Linked DNA regions of Rattus norvegicus: region 1 is linked to region 2. Evidence: chromatin contacts called from public Hi-C data. All regions are on one chromosome and are shown on one strand. The core of a region is the stretch at or near the end of the contact, and the rest is flanking DNA. Distances in the headings are between cores, read along the strand shown. Region 1 holds the start of Tmprss7 (transmembrane serine protease 7). Region 2 overlaps Plcxd2 (phosphatidylinositol-specific phospholipase C, X domain containing 2).

Region 1 (5,800 bases), core at 1,307-3,806, 290 kb before region 2:
CCAGGATGAATAAAAATACTGTGAAGAGAATGATCTTATTTTGAACATTCCAAAAGGGAGCTCTCTTCTTAGGCTGCTTGCGGGGCCTGGCTTTGCCAATGGGTTTTCGAGGTAGTCTTCTCCCTGGTAGCTTCCCTGGGACACTGACCACCTGGATGGAGATGTTGGATATCTTTTCAAAAGAGAAAAAAAAAAAGACAAATCATTGATTTGAAATAATCCCAAGCATAAATGGAATGACTTGTGCAGGAGACCCCAGTGCTAAAAGGCCTATCAGTCAAGCTATCCATATGAGTGCAATGAGAGGCTTTTAATTAGGTACAGTATGCAGCTCAGAAAATCTAGACATTAGGGCAGGCAAACAAAAATAGCTCAGTGGGTAAAGGCACTTGCTACCAAACCCAATGACTGAGTTTGATTCCCCTAAGCCAATGGTTCTCAACCTTCCTAATGCTGCAACCCTTTAAACAGTTCCTCGTGTTGTGATTAAGATCTGTATTAAACCATAAAATTGTTTTCATTGCCATGTCCTAACTGTAATTTTACTACTGTTGTGAATCATAATGTAAATAAATATTTGTGTTTCCTGATGGTCTTAGGCCACCCCTGTGAAAGGGTCATTGGATGAAAAATGGGTAGAGATTCCCAGGTGAACCACTGCCCTAATCCTAGAAGGTGAGAAGGAATGAACAATTCTTGAGAGTTATTCTTTGACCACACATGCACGTGCCGCGCGTGCGCACACACACACACACACACACACACACACACAGAGAGAGAGAGAGAGAGAGAGAGAGAGAGAGAGAGAGACATGCCCATTCTTATTATGTAAAAAGAGAAGAAAAAACTAGATGGTGTGCCAGCCATAAAGCATACCTCCCAGCACTCCAGCACTCCAGAGCAGAGGCCTGACTGTATAGAGCCAAGCCGACAAAGATATCTGAGAGTTGGGAAGTAAGAAAAGAAGTACGACTTTCAGATGCCTGGGTTGGCCTCATCATCTTTGTATATTTCTTTTGGCACGTTAATTTGTTTTTAATTTGAACTGAACGTCAGAAGGAATTGGGTTTGTGGAAGGATTTGGTTCATGAGACACAATCTTCCTATGTATGCCCTTAAACTCCCAATTCTCCTGCCTCAGTGCCCTGGGTGTTGCGATGACAAGAACATTCTGCCATGCCCAGATGTTTATGGCTTCTAAAGGCTTGTATTATTCTGCTTCTCTCCTGTATTTTCGTTATTTCTGTCTGGTCTCAAGATTGAAAATAAGCATACATGCAAGTTTCTCACATAAATATATTGATTTCCTCATTGTAACTTCCTGACTGAGCTGGGGAAACAAACTAAAGAGATGTGATTATTTTTGCTGGCCTGGAGGACAGAACGCCGACACTGTCGTTTGGTTGTTGACAGCCACTAAACTGGTTGGTGACTCAGTTTCTCAATCAAATAAAAGCTTCACTCTAAACTAAAGCAAAAAATGAAGCAGATGACTCATCACCAGGTAAAATTGCCAGTTTATGGGCATTTGGTTGCTTGAAAAGGGGGGAAATGCATTATTTAGCTGTTTCCTCTCTACCTCTTTTATTTTCTCCTCTACCTTTTGTCATTTGACACTGTGAATTCTTTAATAATGCATGTGAGAGTTTAGCTTCTTAGACAAAGAGATTTATACATGTCAGGGTAACTAAACTCCAGTGATGAAATAACTTTTAAACACACATTCTTTTAACAGCAGCATTCTGGGGGGGGGGAAATCAAAAAACAAAACAAACAAACAAAACAAAACAAAACAACAAAACGACAATCATGAAGACATTAATTGTCTTGACATTGCTGTTACCCTTGCCTCATCCTCTCACCCTCTTCCTCCTTCTTCGCATCCAACCACCACATTTTCCAGTCTTTAATCCTGCCAATTAATGGGATAATATGGGGCCAAGTACACTTTGCATTATTCATGATGCCCTCATTCTCTTTGCCAAACATCCTTGTCAACCCTTGGAAGGAAAAGCTGCGTGTATCTTTCATGGTGAAACTGAACTAGACAGACTTCATTTGATGTGGGATCTTGAAAGGGTGAGTTTGTTCTTCTGGAAAGAAAACCAGCCTCTGTGGGATGAGTTAAGTGTGGAGTCATAGCTACTTTCAAGCATGACTCCAAAGGAGTGAAAGAAGTGTAAGGAAATGCTGGCACATATAGAATGCCAAGGCCCAAGTCAGATCTTTAAGTATCAGAACACATTATAGGCAGTCTCAGCTAGCACTACTCATTAAATTTTAAAGTGGAATTTACGTAGAGATCAGTACAATCTCCCTGAACTTTTTTAAAAACAGTATTAACAAATGACCAACTACAGTCCTTTTAAACAAGCTCACATTCAAAAAAACTATTAAATACTGCAAAAATGATATTTGTCTTCTTTGTATTTACAGACACCTGGATTCATTTCACTAACAGTACACAGTGTTCAAGGGAGAGTTGAGGGCTTCCCAACAATTACTTACTTTGAGGTCTGAGGACTTGCAGGAAGGATCACTTTTTTCTTTGTCCATTTCCCGTCTTCTGTGTGTGACCACGTAGGGAAGTCTGCAGGCTGCATTCACTCACCACCTCCCATGCTAGCTTGAGAAGAATGGAGAGGCAGTTACCGGGTTCAGCTAGCTTACAGAGGAATGGAGTCATCTTACCACCCAGGTACAGTTCAGAAACTGAAGCTCTCTGCTTCATTGTAAAGTTAAAGGGACCTAGCATGCAGCATCTCCCTGACGATGATAGATTTCTGAATGTAGCTTTATGATGGACCAAGGGCTCAGTTCCCTACCAGAAATGCAATCCATCAGTCCAAACATACTGAGAACTCTTACTAAGACTGAGTTAACCAAGCATACATTTTCCTACTGTCCTCTCTGTGTCCTCATCTTGAATGAAACTTCAAAATGGTCATCCTGGGTTTGCTCTTCACGTCTGCCTTCTTTAAGCCTTTCTGAGTCTACAAGACCAGCCTCATTTGCTCAGACTATCAAAAGGATTATCCTACTTATGCCAAGAAGTCTTTACTGGCCATACAACAGAAAAAGCAAGCAATTAAACCGGGTATGGTTCTTAATCCTAGAACTTGGGAGATAGAAACTGAAGAACAGTAACATCATGTGGGCTCAACAGGTTATATTTAGCAATGTAGAAATACATACATGCATGTAATAACCCTTGATTAATAAAAAGAAAACATGAATTTGAAGGAACACGAGAATGGGGTAATGGGAGGCTTTGGGAAGAGGAAAGGGAAGAGAGAAATGTCATTAAAATACAATCTCAAAAACAAACAAAAGACAAAATACAGATATATGCCAAAACAAGTGTCTAACTGTTAAGGGTAGACTCTAAATGTGGGCAGATTTAGTGATGACATTATGTTCTTTCAATATTAAGTTCTAGATGTTATTTTGCTAAGATACTTTGGTGTGCTTACAGACAGGAGCCTAGCATGACTTCCTCTGAGAGGCCCAACAAGCAGCTGACAGAGACAGACACAGATACTTACACCCAACCAATGGACAGAAGTCGGGGACCCCTGTGGTTGAATTAGGAAAAGACTAGAAGAAGTTGTGGAGAAGGGCGATCCCATAGGAAGACCAGCAGTCTCAACTAACCTGGATCCCTGAGATTTCTCAGACACTGAGCCACCAACCAGGCAACATACATGAGCTGGTCCAAGGCCCTGACACAAATACAGCAGAGGACTGCCTGGTCTGGCCTCAATGAGAGAAGATGCACCTTACCCTCCAGATTCTTGAGACCCCAGGGAGTGGGGAGGCCTGGGGGTATATGGGGGTTATGGGGGTGGGGACAACCTCTTGGAAATAGGGGGAGGGGGAAGGGGGTAGTAAGGAGGAGGAATGAGATGAGGAACTGTCAGAGGGTGGACCTGGAGGGGGATAATGACTGGACTGTAGGAAAAGATTAAAGATAATTAAAAAAAAAAGATGCTGGTGAGGAAATGATCGTCTCTGGGAGTGAAATACACTAGACAGCCATAGATCTGACGAGATAGGGCGAAAGCTGGAGTATGAGGCATACAAGCTCGTAGGCAGCTTGGAGAGCAAGCATTCTTCAACCTCCTTATTGTGTTAACTGTTACTGAAGTTCTGAGAAAGAGTTCCTTAAATTCCAGAACATATCACAAAAGACACATAAGGATCAAATGCAGGCTAATGTTCCCATTACAAACAGCTTGAAAGACAGTCCCTCTCACCAGTAAAGGTCCTGTGCAGAAGGAAGTAAGGCAAGCCGAAAGCACACAGTGACCTGGCTTCAAGGAGAAATATCTCTCCATTTGGGTCAGAAGTTGTCGTGGAGAAAACAAACTTAACCTCAGGGTAAATCCAAACCATAAAAACCTTGTAAGTATTTCAACTCTCTGCACCAAAGCTACCGCACACTGAAGACTTGGCATAGCCCTGAGTCATGCATCCAGCGTAAGCAAGGTTCTGAGACCTTGGCCTAGAGCCACCGGCAGTGGGAGGTGACTCATCCATCTTTTCCTAACTACAGGTGAGGCCAGCTTTTCAGTAGCTGAGAAGTGCATTTCCACCCCTCAGGTTCTGCTTCCCCCTGCTCTGATAGATGCAGGCAGAGAGAGCTGCCCTCTGATCACAGCTCACTGCCAAGTCCTCGGGATGAGTGGGAATGTCAACGTTCCTCTGGTCATCCCTAATGCTCTGTAATAAACTGATGGCTTCCCGCTTCCTCTTGATTCACAAGAAGGACTGTGATTGTAATGCTTCGTGTCATATCCCACGGACCTTTACAAGAAGAAAAAGCATCTTGGATCTGAACTACTCTGTCTCCTTAACTGGGTTTCCTCCTCTAGACCCCACCCATGCTGAAGCTGACCTCTGCGTTCAATATTGAGAAGCACAGCTTCCTAAAATGACTCCAATATCACTTTTTGTCCTTTACAGACAGAGCTCTGTTTATCTGTCCCTGCATCCTGCTATTCAAAACACCAAAACACCTGACTGTGTCCTTCTGTCACAAAAACAGATCCAACAAATCATGCATTTAAGTCTTTATTTCTCAATGTACTCATCCATCCTTCTGCCTAGACACTTATTGCATGGCGTTTGGTGACACAGCACATATTTTTAAATGATAAGATATTTTATTCTTTTTGTTAATGTTTTGGTTGTTTGGTTTGGGTTTTCAAGAAAGGGATTCTCTCCATAGTCCTGCATGTCCTGGAACTCACTTCATAGTTCAGGCTGTCCTCAAACTCTGAGATCCACCTGCTTGTACCTCCTGAGTACTAAGATTCAAGGTGTTCACCACCTCGAAGGGCTTGCATCACTGTTCAGTGGAGGTGTGTAAGCTGCCGATTATACCATCTGGTAAGATGTATGATTCCAGAGATGTGAAGATTAGCCTGCATCAGAGACCAGGATGACATCAGCAGCCCTCCTTCCATGTCTCGTGTTTTCCTCTGGTCCCCAGGACTGCCCATATCTCAGCCATGTTCTACATCCTGCTTATACACTTCTGCAAGGTTTGTATTTGAACCCAAAGCAATCTCTTGCTGTTTTGCTTTTTTGGCCCTAAAAGCTCTACGACGCACCATACTATTTGAGACCTCAATTATAATAAGTCATCAAGCTGTACTTTATGGCACCTCTCACATTGCTTTGTTCATGAATTATCATGTCTATTCAATCCCCAACCATCAACCGGCAAAGTTATGATCTTCCACGCAATAGTTGATAGAAAGGAAGGAGGGAGAGTCTTGACAGAATTCTATTAGGT
Region 2 (6,361 bases), core at 700-3,199:
AGCTCCCTGAATACCCAGCAAAGGGAGTTAGAAACGGCCTTACAGTTGATTGCATGACTGGGAATCCTTTGGGTGGGATTCGCTCTAGCTAACATCCAAGCCCCCCCTCTTCTCTTACTCATGCTCTCTCTGTCTATCTCCCCATCCTCCCATTTCTATCCTCCGTTGAAGCTACCCTTGCTCTACCATGATGTAGCCTCATTTCTTGGTCTTCCAGAATGATGTTAAGACCTCAGCTCTTCTCTCAGTTAGCAGAGACTACACAGCTATAGGCTGAAACAGTATCATTGACCAATTCACTTTTTTTTTTTTTATTATTAGCTGGTTGTGACTGATAAAAGTTCTTCTATTTTTAGCTGGGACTCTCTCTCTCTCTTGAAGATCTGAATTTACTAGAATTCCTTGTCCCTCGGCTGCTCTTCCCTGTGAAACAGGATGGGTCAGAAAGATAGTACATGGAAAGTGTTCAGAGCCATGGTTGCTTATAGCCATGTCATGTATTTGGCCAAGAAAAGGGATCATAAACAAAAGAGTAAAAAGGTAGAGAGAGAAACATTTGGGGGAGTAGGGATAGGAAATTCCTTATATAGCCACATAACAAGGTGTTGGGAATAGGGTCTGAAAAGCACAGAACTCTCAGAGACAAAAGACCAAATTTCACTGCAGTCCACAGGAAGGACGCAGTGGTAGCGAGCCTGGTACACTCAGGGATTCAAAAGATCCCTGGTCAGAGCCTATGTTTGGAGAGCCAGCGCCATCTGCTGGTCAATCTGGGGAAATGATACTTGACACCTGGAGGCAACCCCAACCCTTTGCAGACTATAAATCCATACTTTCCAATTCACATGGTGAAGAAAAACTCGTCTCAGAGACCTCAAGAACTTGTGCAGGGACATCCCATTGTGCAGGGGACTGTGCTAGCTCAGGTGCGCTGTCATAACAACACATACACTGCTGACTTCAAAGAACTGGAGTTATTTCCCTCTGTTCTAGAGGCTGCAAACTCAAGGTTAAGATGCTACTGGGCAGGATTCTTTCTGAACCCTTATTCTTGGCTTGCAGGTGATTTCCTCCTCCCCACGCCCCTCCCCCAGCACCCCATGTATCATTTTCTCTGTGTGGGCACACATATTCCTGTAGTCTCTTGCTTTTTGTTTGCTTTGGGAGATCGTATTACATATTCAAAGATGACCTTGAATGTCCCCTGGCCTATCTGAGTGCTGGGATTACAGGTTTACGGTGCTGCCATACTTAGCTTCTATTGTCTTTGGGTTTAAATGTCGTTTCGACATCAGTGTGTGTAGATTAGAACCCACTGTAATGGCCTTTCAACTTAATTCCCCCTTCAACACACAATTTCTCCAAATTTACTCACCTTCAGATTAAGGTTTTATTTTATTTGAAGCAGGGGCTCAGTACATAGGTCTGGGTGGCCTTGAACTCACAAAGTTCTGTCTGCCTCTGCCTCTGGAGTGCTAGGTCTAAGGTATGCACCACCACACCTAGTTAGGTTATTATTTTAATAGAAGGATTTGAAGAGAGAGAACATAATTCAGTGACATTAATAGGGACAGCTTCAACTCCAGGCCTCCTGACTGCGTCCTGACTCACTGTGGTACTATGGATCAGGTGTCTTCCAGTCTGAGGAAAACTACAACAGAAATTCAGTCTGAATTGTCTATCTGTGTTTGTGGCTTCCTTCCGGGATGATGAAACAAAGTGAAAAACATTCTCATGTTCAAAGCTCATCCGAAAATTGGGCATTACCTTCCCAACAAGAAAACTACCTGGTCACCATCAGGAAGACACACTGGGTCTTCAGCTACATAGCACCTCTGTACAACCATTCAGGGTTCAGCCAGTCCAGACAGCTTTCAGGTTGCTGAGGGGGAGAGTCCGAGATGACTCAGTGATGAAATGAGAGTCATGTTATTTGCTGGTACTTTGGAACAAAGTCCTAACCAGAGCCATGGTCCTCTTCCACTGATGTGTAGGCACAGGAATGTAGGAGCACACCCCTAACACGCCCATGACCTGAAGGGCTAGGATGCCAAGAGAGTTACTCATCTAAGGGGCACATTCTCACTGCCAGCTGGAAGACCTTGCCTTTGTGCTCATGCTGTCTTCATTACCACTGAACAGAGAGTCTGAAATTCAGTGGCAGCAAGACTGAGGAAGCACGATAGGAGAAGAATAGTGATGTTGTGGGTTACCAACTGTAACCAGTGTGAACTGACCAGTTCCAGGCACTACTAACTCAATCATGGCTCTGGGAACACTGACAAACTAAACTCAGACATCCTCTCTGCTCACATCAGTGCCCAGGACTACACAGACAGAAGCCCTGCAGTCCTGACAGGCTCTCAGCTCTCACAGGAGCTCTGTGTAATCGTAGCTGTAATCTGCTGTGCTGGATCACTTGGCTTCCCTGAGTATTGTCTTACGTGAGGACACACAAGGGCCTTAGATGGTGCGTCCCTTCTCCACTTCAAGACACTGGCCTGGATTTAAGAGTCAAATAAAATCATTTGCAAAGAAGTCACATTTTATTCAGAATAAAAGACCTATCCTTCCTGTGAAATAGTCTCTCTTAGCTGCCCAGAGAGATTTGCAGTAGACTGGTTTTCCCTCAGGTCTATAGAAATGTTCATGTTAGATTTTGCTGAAGGACTGTGTTTTTTGGAGCAACAGCTACAGGATTCCTCGGTGTCTCTCCACCTGCCTCTTCCCTGGTACTCATTCTGTTTTGCTTGACCTACAGAAAACTTGACTTTATTGCATGAGTAAATAATGTTAAGCTACAAATTTATTAAAAGAAAGAGGAAAATGGAACAGGAACTTGAATATGTATAATTCTAGGTTCTTTTAAGAGGTATCACACTGGATTAAGGTTTTTGTTTGTTTTGATTTTTCGTCTGGTTGCCAGACATAGTCGCTCACACTTATAATCCCAACACTCCTGGAGACTGAGTCAGGAGGATTGCAGTCAGTCAGGGTTTCACTCTACCATACCCTTGTCCCCAGAGTGTTACCATCTAGCCTCGTCATAGCTTTTCCTGGCTTTGAGCTCACAATTCCCCTGCCTCAGCCTTCCAAATGCTGGGATTGCAGGTGTGCAGCACCATGGCCTGCCCATGGGTTGCTTTGTTTCCAGCTGAATACGGTTAATTCTGTTGAGACTTAGAAGGGCTACCTGGAAAGGAGCCCTCGGTTCTGTCCATGGTTGACATTATCAGGAGTTCTCAGTACGAAGGAAGAGTACAGTTGTTGATTGCCTTTTAAACTCCTGACCAGGCACATGGCTATTATCTGAAATGCTCTCAAACTCAGAACCAAATGACTGTGACTGGGCATGTGACTGTCTGGACATGTGACTGTCTGGACATGTGACTGGGCATGTGATGTGACTGAACACAACTTTCACTATCCAAATTCCAGTCAGCACCCAGTACTCAAGAACTAAATAGATTCTTGTAAATACCATTTTTAGAAAACATTATCATTTTTAGAAATACATTAGTTTCTTAAACTTGTATTTCAAAGGATAGCCTACTGAAAAGTATATTTATAGTATCCCTCTATATACATATATCATATACATATATGCATTATACACATACATGTACAAATACGTATACACATACATACAAATACACATACACAATCTACATATATACCCAAATGTTCATATACATGTAATATGCTTTCTTGACAGCCTTTATCCATCATTCACTGGTGCCCAGGACAAAGACTATCATCTCATACAAAATGACTAGGTCATCCTTGTTTATCTGTATATCAGGCTTAATTCTATCCCAAGATAGTCTTTGGAGCCGTGGCATGGTACTCAAGAAGAACAAACTCATGGAGGACGATCTCACAGTCCCTACCTTGGAGCATAGCAGCCTGCATTTAATGCTTCTTAAACAGTGAGTATCCCACCCAGCTGTGTGGGCAGTAAGAGGATCACCATGGGTGTGTGTCACAAAAACCAAAACAAACAAACGAACAAAAAATCACTCAGAGACATTGGCTCAGAGTGCTTGTCATAGTATCAAAATATAGTGAGTATTTATGGAATAATGTAAACATTTTAGCAAAGTGTTGAAAGATTCTTAGAGCACTATTCATATACTACGCCTAGAATCCACAGCTTTTCAAAATAGTGTTTTATGGTTTTTTTTTTCATCCTCAAAGCTTTACTATTGTTATGAGAAGAAAATCAAGATAAATGTTGTGAGCACGTGTATTGATATGTGTGTAGATAAAATTGTGTGTAGGTACATGTGTATGTGCTTGTATGGCTCTCATTCTTACTGGCCTGGAACTTGCCAATTAAGTTAGGTTTGCCAGTGTTGGATTCTGGGATTGTGTGGGCTCACTGTGCTCAGGATTGTTTTTGCAGGGGTTCTGGAAATCAGATCTTCATGCTTGCAAGACAAGAATTGTACTAGCTGAACTATCTCCACAGTTTAAGGTGTGGGGGGGGGGGAGGGGAGGGGAAGAAGGGGGAGGGGAAAGGAAGAGGGGAGGGAGGGGGAAGGGGAGTCTGTGTGTGTGTGCAAACTTCTTCTGGAGCATGAAGCTAAATATGTAAACCTTTAATTCCAGTATCAGGGAACAAAAGATGGGAAGATTGTGAGTTCAAGGCCAGCCTGAACTGTCTCAAGATACCAACTAATCAACCAATCGACCCAACTGCCCAAACAATCCACCAAACCAAACAATCAACCAGCTACCACCACCAGTGAATCAGTAACATAGACCCTACCTGTGGGGTAGGAGTCACCTCTTACCTGTGAACTAGTGTGTTCTTGAGGCCCCCCACCAGGCCTCGGGCAATAGTCTTCACTCTTGGGGTGAGGATGGCCTGGGAGACATGGAAGGCCCCACGTGGGGCTCGCTCACTCAAGGTGGTCTCCAAGAAGAGAATCAGCTTTTGCACACTCGTGGTGTTTGCCCAGGGTGCCGGGATCTTCTTCCCTGGCCACAGGAATGGGTATTGCTTGTAGAAGGGACAGTGGTAGAAAATGAGAACCTGAAATGTTCAAAGCAGAAAAAGGACAGAAACATTTAAAAGCTGAGTACTCGAATGGGGAGAGAGAAGTGGACAAACATTCTCAGAAGTAGCAGAACTGTTCACATAAACTGAGTGGGGAAAAGCCATGTCTCTGTGCAAGGTTTTACAGGGCAAAACAACAGATTCGAACTTCGTGGTTGTAAAAACGTAAAGAGTATTGGAGTCTACAATCGAATTCTCTTGGGCTAGCCTTGCTCCTCTCAGTAACCATTCATTGTTCACACTGGTGCCTTTTGGCTTCAGGTTAAAGCCTTTGGCAAGTACTCACAGCAGATCACCAGCTTCCAAGAACACACATGTCCACAGTCTGCATCCTAAACCTGTGATTACGATTTCTCTTGCTATTCCCTGCCGCCTGGTGGTCCCTACCAATATTGATAAATGCCTTGTCTTATGGCTTACTTAGTTCCTTGGCTAATCGAATCTCATGTGACCCTTTCCACAGTGGATAGACAACCCGAGTCTGTGCTCCAAGCCCTTTCCTATTTGGCTCAATAACAAACCATTTCTTAGTCTCTTTGAGGTGAGAGCTGTGTTTTGCATAGATAATGTTTTTATTACAGGCATGTATTTGTTTGTACATGGCAGAGAGATGTGGTGGTCCACGAATTGTTGCAGACCATGTGTAGTAGTCAGATTACACCTCAGTTCTCACCTTCAAGCAAATGGGATGTAGGTCATCAGTCTCGGTGGCATGCCCCACCCACCGTGCCACCATATATATTGGCCTTATATATTACTTTTTAAAAGTAAAGAAACAAGAACTTGCTACCTCAAAATGATTACCTTGTTGGTAATGCACATGATAGACCCCACAGAGCACCTTCTGACAGATGTGTTTTTAAGAGATGTGCAAAGTGAACAAGATCATAAAGGAAAATAATAAGACATAAAGGACATATACTTATTCATATAACATATTTATAAGAAATTAATGTAGAAGCCTCATGAAAAATGCATAGAATTCCTTTGATAGGGTCTAATGAGCTCCATTAGCTGTGATTAGTGAGGTATTTTAAGACAATCTGCAGGGAATGGGACAAGGCTATCTCCCTGAGGAAAATTGACAGGCAGGGCCAACCCTGCAGAAACAAGGTTCTACTGCCAGCATATACGACAGACAGGCGGTTATTCAAGGTGAGTAAAAGTGAAGATGTAGTTTCTTGTGATTTTTTTTTAACCAACCAGACACTGCCTTAATACATTCCATGCACACACCATCCCTGGGAAGTCTGCATACCAGGCTGAAACCAGTCTGGCCCAGAAATCATGTTTCCAGTG

What was found. A called contact is a pair of places that touch in the nucleus more often than the background predicts.
Region 1: a contact with region 2 is called in a Hi-C map of Schwann cells, with 3 times the contacts expected there. The contact joins the promoter of Tmprss7 here to the enhancer-like site in region 2. A contact is called at or near these places in 8 of 12 Hi-C or Micro-C datasets (the A7r5 cell line, the Rat2 cell line, Schwann cells and 5 more).

Annotation. Positions count from the first base shown.
Region 1 is chr11:68,588,361-68,594,160 of GRCr8, reverse strand. Tmprss7 (transmembrane serine protease 7) reads right to left here and starts at 2,556. Exons shown (of 18, transcript NM_001105882.2): 1 at 2,509-2,556; 2 at 1-172. The coding sequence starts at 2,556.
Region 2 is chr11:68,301,864-68,308,224 of GRCr8, reverse strand. It overlaps Plcxd2 (phosphatidylinositol-specific phospholipase C, X domain containing 2), which reads right to left. Exons shown (of 4, transcript NM_001134481.2): 3 at 4,797-5,038. Among named protein-coding and RNA genes, the nearest start is that of Phldb2, 17 kb to the left of the region's middle. Within about 2 kb of position 1,949, at least 11 of the 93 cell types and tissues checked have an H3K27ac peak or open chromatin away from gene starts, as enhancers often do. A contact at or near this core is called in the A7r5 cell line and Schwann cells, where this site is marked.